Regions from separate parts of the Rattus norvegicus genome. Here region 2 is linked to region 1. Evidence: chromatin contacts called from public Hi-C data. All regions are on one chromosome and are shown on one strand. Each heading gives the region's core, a stretch centred on a gene start, on an enhancer-like site or on the middle of the called end of the contact. The rest is flanking DNA. Distances are from core to core; before and after follow the strand shown. Region 1 holds the start of Rrp1 (ribosomal RNA processing 1). Region 2 holds the start of Pwp2 (PWP2, small subunit processome component).

Region 1 (4,539 bases), core at 589-3,088:
TGAGAGTTTCCACCCCCTTTTGGGAGTCAAATGACCCTTTCACAGGGGTCACCCAGGACCACTGGAAAACACAGATATTGACATTACAGTTCATAACAGTAGCAAAGTTACAGTTAGGAAGTAGCGATGAAAATGACTTTATGACCATGACATGAGGAACTGCATGAGGGTAGCAGCGTCAAGAGGGTTGAGTCACTGCACGTAAGAGTGGGTGTCAAGGTCATCAGCTAAGCACCATGGTATCATGACACCGGCTGTCATACGCTGCACCACTCTTTAGCCATGTCTGTTTGGTAAACTGAGGGAAGCTGGCTGGGCACTGGGCCGTGTTCCACGCCACAAGCATCCACACAGCCGCCTCCCCACAGCTTGCATGAGGTTTGAGAGCACGCTGCTGCCTCGGTCCCACTGAATCTCAGCGACTCTGGTGTTGTTGACAGGGCCAGGCCTGGCTTCGGTGTGGTACTCACGTGACTCTGTGGTCTGAAAAGCATGGACGAGCTGGGCAATGGTCCTGCCTAGGTCTTCCTGTGAGGGAAACAGGAAGCACACCCTCAGGCCCTGAAGCACTGTGCTCGGATGGCAAACACACCCCAATACCCTTTACTCCAAAGGACCAGCTGCCAGTCAGCCTCCTCTCCTTGCTGCAAAAGGCCTATTCTGCAGGAGCCATCAGACTTTCTGCTATAAACAGCAGGAGTCGGTACTATATTAAAGGGGTGGGGTGGGGTAAACACAAGCCCCACCCACTCCTTGTCACAGTTTTTTAGCTACCTTCCCAGGCACCCACCTGCTGGAGGGGCTTGTCCTGCATCCACATGCAATAAAACAGTCCTTTCCATACTTTTAGAAGCTCCTCTGGAGTAAAACCACCTGCATCACAAGAGCAATGGTAAGACTCAGTGAACCCTGGAACTTACCACCCTGAGCCAAGAAGGAAAGCCTGAATAATATGATTGTGATGTCAGCCCATCCCTCAAAACATTCTCCAACAGAACTGCCATACCTGTGCCTGGAAGAGCTGACACACACACACACACACACACACACACACACACACTGCCCCCAGCAGCTTCATGCACCGGCAGACAGGTGTCAGTCCTACAGGGTTAAAATTCAGAACCACAACACTTTCGGGATCGGGTACATAGTTAATGAAACGATTTAATGAAGCCAGTGTTAGACCAAGGAGCTGTAGTTAGTCTATTACATTACATGAACGGTCAAAGTTCAGGCCAGCAAAGGACATCACTGTCATTTAGTGAGGCGCATTCACCAAGATGGGGTTCTCTGACTAGAGCGTGTAAAACTGCCCTGCGAGACTTCCTAAAGCATACAAGCCGTGGCCTTGGCCAAACCACAGCTCAGCGAATCTAGAATTTGCACTTGCGGAGGGATACCCAAGAAACACAGAGGCTGCTGACAGAGGGTCACTCACGAGGACCAGAAGCATAGAAATCGCTTAGCAAAATGCACGTCCCGGGAAAGGGGTGTCGTTAAGGAAACAGGACGTCGGTATGGGCCGGTGAAGAGCATCAGCAAGCTACAGGAGGAGGGAAAGCACGCAGTCCGACCGGGTCAGTCTGAGCCAAGAGAATCGCAGACGAAGGCCGGGTCCTGCGGGGCCCACGCGGCGGAGCTCGCCGGTCTTCCCGGCCGCGTACCTGTCGCTCGCTGACTCCTGGCCACGATGTACTTCTGCAGCTTCCGTAACGCGCGGTCCCGCGTCACCTGCTCATTGCCCGCCAGACGCTGCGCCAGCTGGATCTCCGGCGGGAGCGGCACTCCGGGAACCATGGTGAGCAGGACCCTGAGACCACGCACTCCGCTGGGGCGCTCGAGTGACGACACGTGTGCGTCACGCCAGCGCGACACCATTGCGACGTCACATTGACGCGACACAACACGCGAAACGTCAAGCGTTCTGGACGATGCCGGCGCGCTACCGCCTCTCAGTGGCCTGGAGGCGCAACTGCACCCCCCAGGGAGGATGATGGCCTGGTCTAATAAGGTCTTTGATCTTTGATTCCTGGGAAGGTCAAAGCATTGTCTCCTGTCTACTGCAGCAGGAGTGGCTGCATTACGAGAAGATCTTGATTTGGTCCAGCTTGTCCTCAGCTGCATCACTCAGCTATGGAGGGCTGCATGGAGCGACCCTTTGCTCAGCATCCTGAGTCATGTTAGCGGGAGAGGGGGTGAGATAAACCATACACCACTGAGAACCCAAAACACCTTCTCTGATCCCTAATACCCGAATCCCCAGGGGAATCCATCCGGTCAAGCCTCCTGGAAAGCGTCCCCTTTCCTAGACAGAGAAAAGCTAGACAGCTGTCATGATCCAGATTATTGGACAAGGTGCAGGCTACCTATCCTGAAGGTAGGCAGGCTAATTAATACACACACTGGAGAAGGCAGAGAGGGTGTGCAGAACTTGAGTGTGCCCTGGTTCAATAAATGTGTGGTGATGCCATTTGGGACACAATTGGGAAATTTTCCAAATAGCCTAATGTCAGATTAGAATACAAAACAATTACAGATTTCATTGGTGTTGCCATGGTGTTTTCCCTGGAAAAGATGGAGGGCAGGTTGCTCAAAGTCTGACTGAAGAGGAACTGGAGTGGGAGAGGGCATGACAGGAACATAGACAAGTCAGCACTTTCCACAACGTCTGAATTTATTAGCAAAAAAATTGATAAACCACATTAGCGTTATGGTCGAGATTTTTCAAGTCATCCCAGTTTCTTTGACTTAGGCAAGCTATCTTAAATTACTAATACTGGGGCTCAGTGGTTAAGAGAACTGGCTGATCTTCCAGAGGTCCTGAGTTCAATTCCCAGCAACTACACAGTGGCTCACAACCATTTGTAATGGGATCCGATGACCTCTTCTGCTGTGTCTGAAGACCGCTACAGTGTACTCATTTAAATAAAACAAATAAATTGATCTTTAGAAAAATTACTAATGTTAACTGCCAGACTATACTTGCACATCACACAGTAAATATATATTCCTATATGTGTGTGTGTGTGTGCCCAAGTCCTGCTTGGCATGAGTGCTGAAACTCCAAGTAGGGGAGGTGAGAGAATACAGGACAGACACACAGACATACAAGCAGAAAAGTGGACTCAGATGAGGTATGAGCACTCTGATTAGGACACTTTCGACCATGGCAACTTGGATCCTCAGCTTCTCGACTATGTACCAGCCAGGGAGGACACGGGGAGGAGGACCTGGTCCTAAATGTCCAGTCACAGGTGCTTTTTAAGTCTACAAATCCCAAGAACAAAGATGGCAGTCATTGTCTCAGTTAGGGTTTTACTGCTGTGAACAGACACCATGACCAAGGCAACTCTTATAAAGGACAACATCTAACCAGGGCTGGCTTACAGGGGCATAGGTCCAGTCCATTATCATCAAGGAGGGAGCATGGCCAGTGTGCAGGCAGAACTAAGAGTTCTACATCTTGTTCCAACAGCAAGCGGGAAAAGACTGGCTCCTGTGTGGCTAGTAGGAGGATCTCAAAGCCCACCCTCACAGTAACACACTTCCTCTAACAAGGCCACACCCACCCCACCAAAGCAACACCACTCTCCACCAATAGCGCCACTCTTTTTTTTTTTTTTCTTTTTTCTTTTTTTCGGAGCTGGGGACCAAACCCAGGGCCTTCTGCTTGCTAGGCAAGCGCTCTACCACTGAGCTAAATCCCCAACCCCCAATAGCAAAGAGTGGGCCAAGCGTATGCCAACCACCACAGTCACCAGTTGCTTCTGAAAAGAGCAAATCTCAAGAATAAAGATGAGTATTTATTTGGGCCAGACTTGACCATAACCAACTGCCCAAGTACAACTTCTGGAATGTTCCACAATGGACAGGTAGGAGGGGACAGCTGCTCCCAGGCCTTCCTCATCTCCAAACTCCAGGTAAGGAAAGAAACTATTAGGTGTCTGAATCCTGTAGATACCAGGCTTGGGTGACATCAAGCAGGAAGTCAGCCAAGAATGGCCTGCTACAGGGGAAGGGCCCAAAGAAAGATCTTTCAAAGGAGAAGAGGTTTGGGCTGAAGGACAAGGCAGCCAGGCCCAAGTTTATCTGAGCGACTTGGAGTGTATTCTCACTGGACAAGTAAAGATGAGAGTGGCAGGATAGGGTGGCCTGGTTTCTGGGAACACGGAATCTAACATTTACAGCTCTGTGTGTGTGTGTGTGTGTGTGTGTGTGTGTGTGTGTGTGTGCGTGTGTGTGCATGTAAAGAGCCACATACAGATGAAAATAGAAGATTAGAAGATAGATAGATAGATAGATAGATAGATAGATAGATAGATAGAAGATAGATGGGGGTTTATGAACAGGAAACCTGGAAAGGGAATAACATTTGAAATGTAAGTAAAGAAATATATCTAATAATAATAAAAAAGTAGATAGATAGATGATAGATTGATGACAGATAGATGATAGATGACAGAATTATTTCTTAGGAAAGGGAGATAGAGGAGACGCAAGGGATAACAGATGCTGAATCCAAGTGTAGTAGAACTAGTG
Region 2 (4,539 bases), core at 1,220-3,719, 240 kb before region 1:
ACAGAAGGGAGACAGATGCTCTTACCTGCCATCGGGGGAGAAGGAGACACTGTGCACGGAACCCTTGAAGTGGAAGTGGTGGAGCACGGACCTGCACACCAAGCTAACTAGCAGAGCGGCGCCTCCTGCGAGAGAGTGAGACGGTGGCCACCCGACCCCAGACGCAGCGTGCCTGTCCACCTGCGACACGGACTGCCTGGACCCGTGCTATGAGGCTGACCCTGACCCGATGTGATGCCCTTGTTCCACGGCCCAGAAGATGCAGGGCCGCCCCAGTGCCTGACCACACCCACATCCATTACCTTCGTCGACGATGATTGCCAGGCGACCATCTGGGGACAGCCCCACGCACTTGATGTTGTACTTGGTGGCCAGAGGCAATGTGTCTGATCTGTTGCTGAGAAACACAAAGACCCCAGCGCACGGTTGGACTCGGGTACTCAGACCAAGGAGGACAGCGCCAGAGACAGACTAGCAGCTGGTTCTCCTGCTGTAGGGTCCCCTTGGGCTACAGCTTGTTCCTTGCTCTCCTGGGTAATCTTGGCATTGACCTTTTAGAGTCAAGGGTAGCACACTTGTAAAAGCTGTGTGTTCTTAAATTGAAATGTGGATAGAAGGGGGAAGCAGGGTTTGATCAAGCTGGAGGCACATCACAGGTGTAGTAATGAGATCAGAGTCCATTAGTTTGTTCAGAGTCGTCTTTAACAAACAGGTTCTCTCTAATCCCAAGTCCCCGAGATGCTATTTAAAGAGAGAGCAACACAGAAGACCTGACTGGACCCTGTAATCCATCAACAGCAGGCAGAATAGGTTGCACTGCTGGCCCCAGCCTACAGAGTCTGGAAATGGAGGTTAACTGAAGCTAACAGGAACACAGTGGCCAGAAAAACTGGAGGGTCTTGCCCAGGATAGAGAGGGCCAGTCTACAGCCGCTCGGACAGTCCAGGCAGAGACTGTCAGACAGACAGGCAGAGTCTGTCTGACTCACAGTCAGACAGAAAAAGAACGGCGGCACATTTGTTGGGACAAACGAAGCTAAGCCCGACCGACCTCTGGCTGCCAAGTTGCCCATTCTAGATCTGACCATCTTAGCAGGGAAGGTGAGAACCATCAGAGCCGTTGAGCCAAGATTCAAGGCAGCCTGCCCAGGGCCCTCAGAGGCTTCCTCTCAGTAGTAAGTGCTTATCTCTTGAGATAACCTTCCTGCCCTCCACCACCTCCACAGAAGAGGTAGGGTCCCTTGCTAGCCAATAGCCAAAAGGCACATGACTTTTCCTTTCCCTTTAAGGATAATGTCGGTGTCCTAGATACTAGAATGAAAGATGAAGATCCCAGCAGGCAACCCTACCATGACCCAGTGACCTCCTAAATCCAGAAGCCCTGCAAGCCACAAAGAGGATGGCTAGCCTTCACATGAAGGCTACTGTCCCTGCTGGCATTGTCTCTCTATACTTACTTCTTAAGGTCAAACACAGTGACTCTGTTTCCCACAGGGCTGATAACAGAATTTCCATCACGTGAGAAATTTAGGTTTCCACACCGATAAACTGTACCCAGCAAATTGGAGAACTGCAAAGGAAATGAATCAGTCTTAACACAGAGAACACAGTGTCAACTCTCTGAGATGGTGATGGGAGGCATCCTGGAATTGGGTTTCCTCTAAGGGAAATGATACTCCCAAGACAGGAAGCATTTTCCAGGCACAGAAGGGCATAGGATCCCTATTCTAACGGAAGTTACCTCAGTGAACGGGCTCCAGGAGATGCTTACCACCCACCGTGCTATGCATCAGTGCCTTGGTGCATCCATGCCGTTATCAAACACAAGCATCGCCATCCAACAGACACAGCTCGGTGTAGAGGCCCGAGTCTTGTGTTCTATGTCCACATAGAAATGGCACATAAGCACCTGGACTGATGTCTAAACACTGCAAAGCCCAGTAGTGCAGTAAGGTAGCTGCTTACAGGGATTGCCTGGGCTAAAACCTAAGGCGGGAGTCAGTTTGGGCTGTAGGAGGACAGCCATGCAAGAGATAACACCAGGCAGAGCTTGGCTTCTAAGAGGTGTGATCAGCCCGAGGCGTGCTGTCGAATTTGTTCCAAAGACTGGCGGCCCGGTAGGGAGCTGGATGTTGCTTGAGGTGTGTTGTTAAGAGCCTTTCTGCAGCCACTGCTGGGTTGTCTGACCTGAGTATGGACAGGGCTAGGTACAGCCCGAGACCCTGTTTGGTGGGAACGAGGGCTTCAGTGTGAACCGGGAGCGACAGCTTGCGATGGGCCGACCCACCAGTGCTTTCCGTGGGCAGCCGAGATGCCAACGACCTCGGTCTCTTCCACGTCCTCGGAACCTTCGATCGCCCTCCCGCTTCCCCTGCCTGACCCGCGGCTCACCCGATAAGCGAATTTCATCCCGGAGCCACACGTGCGGAACCCTGCTCCAGCCACTTCCGGAATACGAACTATCTCCGGCGCTCAAAATGCGTAATTCCGGGGGCGGGGCCTCAACCATAGTGTTCCAGGAAGTCCCGCCCACTCCCCGCCAGTTCGCAGGTGAACCGAGCACCGGTGAGCTGGTTCAGGGGACTGCCAGGACCGTGGTGATTAGAGCTAAGCTCTAGGTCTCCTTGTGTAATGATTGCGGGATCTTGGTCAGGAGCTGGGAAATCAACACACTCGCTTGTAACCGTGCAAAAACAAAAAAACAAAAAAACCCAAGTTCAAACGGAGTTTCTTCTTAAAATGTGTATTTTTAGAATTTTAATGCTTACACTTTAAACAATCTTAGTACAGTGGTTTTACTCTGACATTATGTTACAGAATACTGTGAAAATGGAAACAACGCCTGCAGTGTCAAGGTGCGACCGGCACCGTTCCTAGACCCAGTTCCAAAGAACAGCTGCCCGCTCTCTTACAGAGAAAGGGTGTCTTCTTCGTGAGAAATAAAAATTTAAAGTCATGTCCGGCTTATTTTAAGCATCATGGTTTAAAGGAAACACATTGGTCAGTTCTTTCATAAAAAGTGGCATAACTTTGCATTTTTAGATAAAATCTGGCATGTTTAATTGGATTTTAAAATTTCACCTTGTTTTTTAAATGCTAAAGAAAAAGAAAAAAACAAAAAACAAGAGAGGCTTTTCTAGGATTTCTACTCTTTATCTGACACAGGCACCCACTCCAGGCTGCACAAAGGGGCTGTAAGGCAGGAGTCATCAAATACAATTCCCATGTTACAAACAGAAGTTACAATTCTTCCAATCACAGGAGACCCTGTGAAATTCACAACAATTGTAACAGCCTTTCTTCCTGCGCATCTACACGTGGTGCCAACTGTCGGTAAACATCAGTGTATTTGCTTCCAAGACACACTCCCTGTCTGGCTTCACCATGTCTAACACCTGCTTCATCCTCACCAAACCACCAATACCCGTACAACACAATCCAGTGACAGTCTCTTAGCTCCTCTACAAACAGAAGAAAATAGGATGACTTTGTGGCCCATCTCTGGTCTTGAAAACAAACACATGTCGTTTTTGGGTAGCTAGAGGAGGAAAAAAAAATCCCTTAACAGATTGGATTTTATTCTATACTGAGATAACAGAACTACCACCAACATTTTAGATTACCCCTAAATATATATAATTAGGAAACTCCAGAGAATTCAGACCTATGAAAATGGGGTGGGTGGTTAACTCAGAACGAGACTCCACTCTGAACTGGGCAGCACATTACGCAGGGAGGTGGGAGGCAAACAGTGCCAGGTGGAAGCTTCTCTGACAGGAGGAGTTTCAAAGACTTCCTCACACATGGGTTTGACAAGTGTCAGGGCAACTGTCAAGGTTTGCCACAAACAGAGTCCAGAGGGCTGTAAACATTTAGGAAGTATGAAGTTCTAATTTGCACACCTAGCTCACCCAAGTTTATTAGTTTTAAACTGCACATAAAGTAAGTTTCCTAAAGGTTTTAAATGTTTATTTTCTTTATGCATTCCTCCAACTCTTGCAAATGAAAAAGATTTGGTGGTAGTGTGTTAGCGGTGCGTGCGCGCGTGCACGCGTGCAGGTGGCGGGGAGTGTCACACCATCTTTTATTTACTCAGTTAAAAGCAAATACACTGAATACTGAAAGTGTTGGCTTGGTTCTCCTGGATCTACCTGTGTCCCTGACTCCCTGAGCCCAAGCTTGGTCCCTGGCCACGACTGAAGAGGGCTCCTTGCTCTTCCAGCTCCCCCTCTCAGGTCCCACTCATGTAAGCCATGCCAATGAGCCCAGAGCACTCTGACTCCTATGTACAAAAATACAGCACTTTGGAGGACTGAACACATTTAATACATACAGCATGTATTTACAAGCTAGGACTTCCACGCCAGTAAAAACAAACACACATTTATTTTGTCCTTGATTTTTTGGTGCAACTTATACACAAACATTACATCAGTTAGTCTGTACTCTTAAAAATAATAAATCAACAATATGTACAATCAAATTTACAACCAAAAGTAAATGAACCCGTCGGTGCGGTATGACTGCAACCCAGTGGCCC

The links. A called contact is a pair of places that touch in the nucleus more often than the background predicts.
Region 2: a contact with region 1 is called in a Hi-C map of liver, with 4 times the contacts expected there. The contact joins the promoter of Pwp2 here to the promoter of Rrp1 in region 1.

The regions. Positions count from the first base shown.
Region 1 is chr20:10,257,879-10,262,417 of GRCr8, reverse strand. Rrp1 (ribosomal RNA processing 1) reads right to left here and starts at 1,838. Exons shown (of 13, transcript NM_001012073.1): 1 at 1,665-1,838; 2 at 791-873; 3 at 471-528. The coding sequence starts at 1,797.
Region 2 is chr20:10,496,928-10,501,466 of GRCr8, reverse strand. It overlaps Pwp2 (PWP2, small subunit processome component), which reads right to left and starts at 2,469. Exons shown (of 21, transcript NM_001168653.1): 1 at 2,391-2,469; 2 at 1,457-1,569; 3 at 303-397; 4 at 26-125. The coding sequence starts at 2,408. It overlaps Trappc10 (trafficking protein particle complex subunit 10), which reads right to left. Exons shown (of 23, transcript NM_001173528.1): 23 at 2,727-4,539.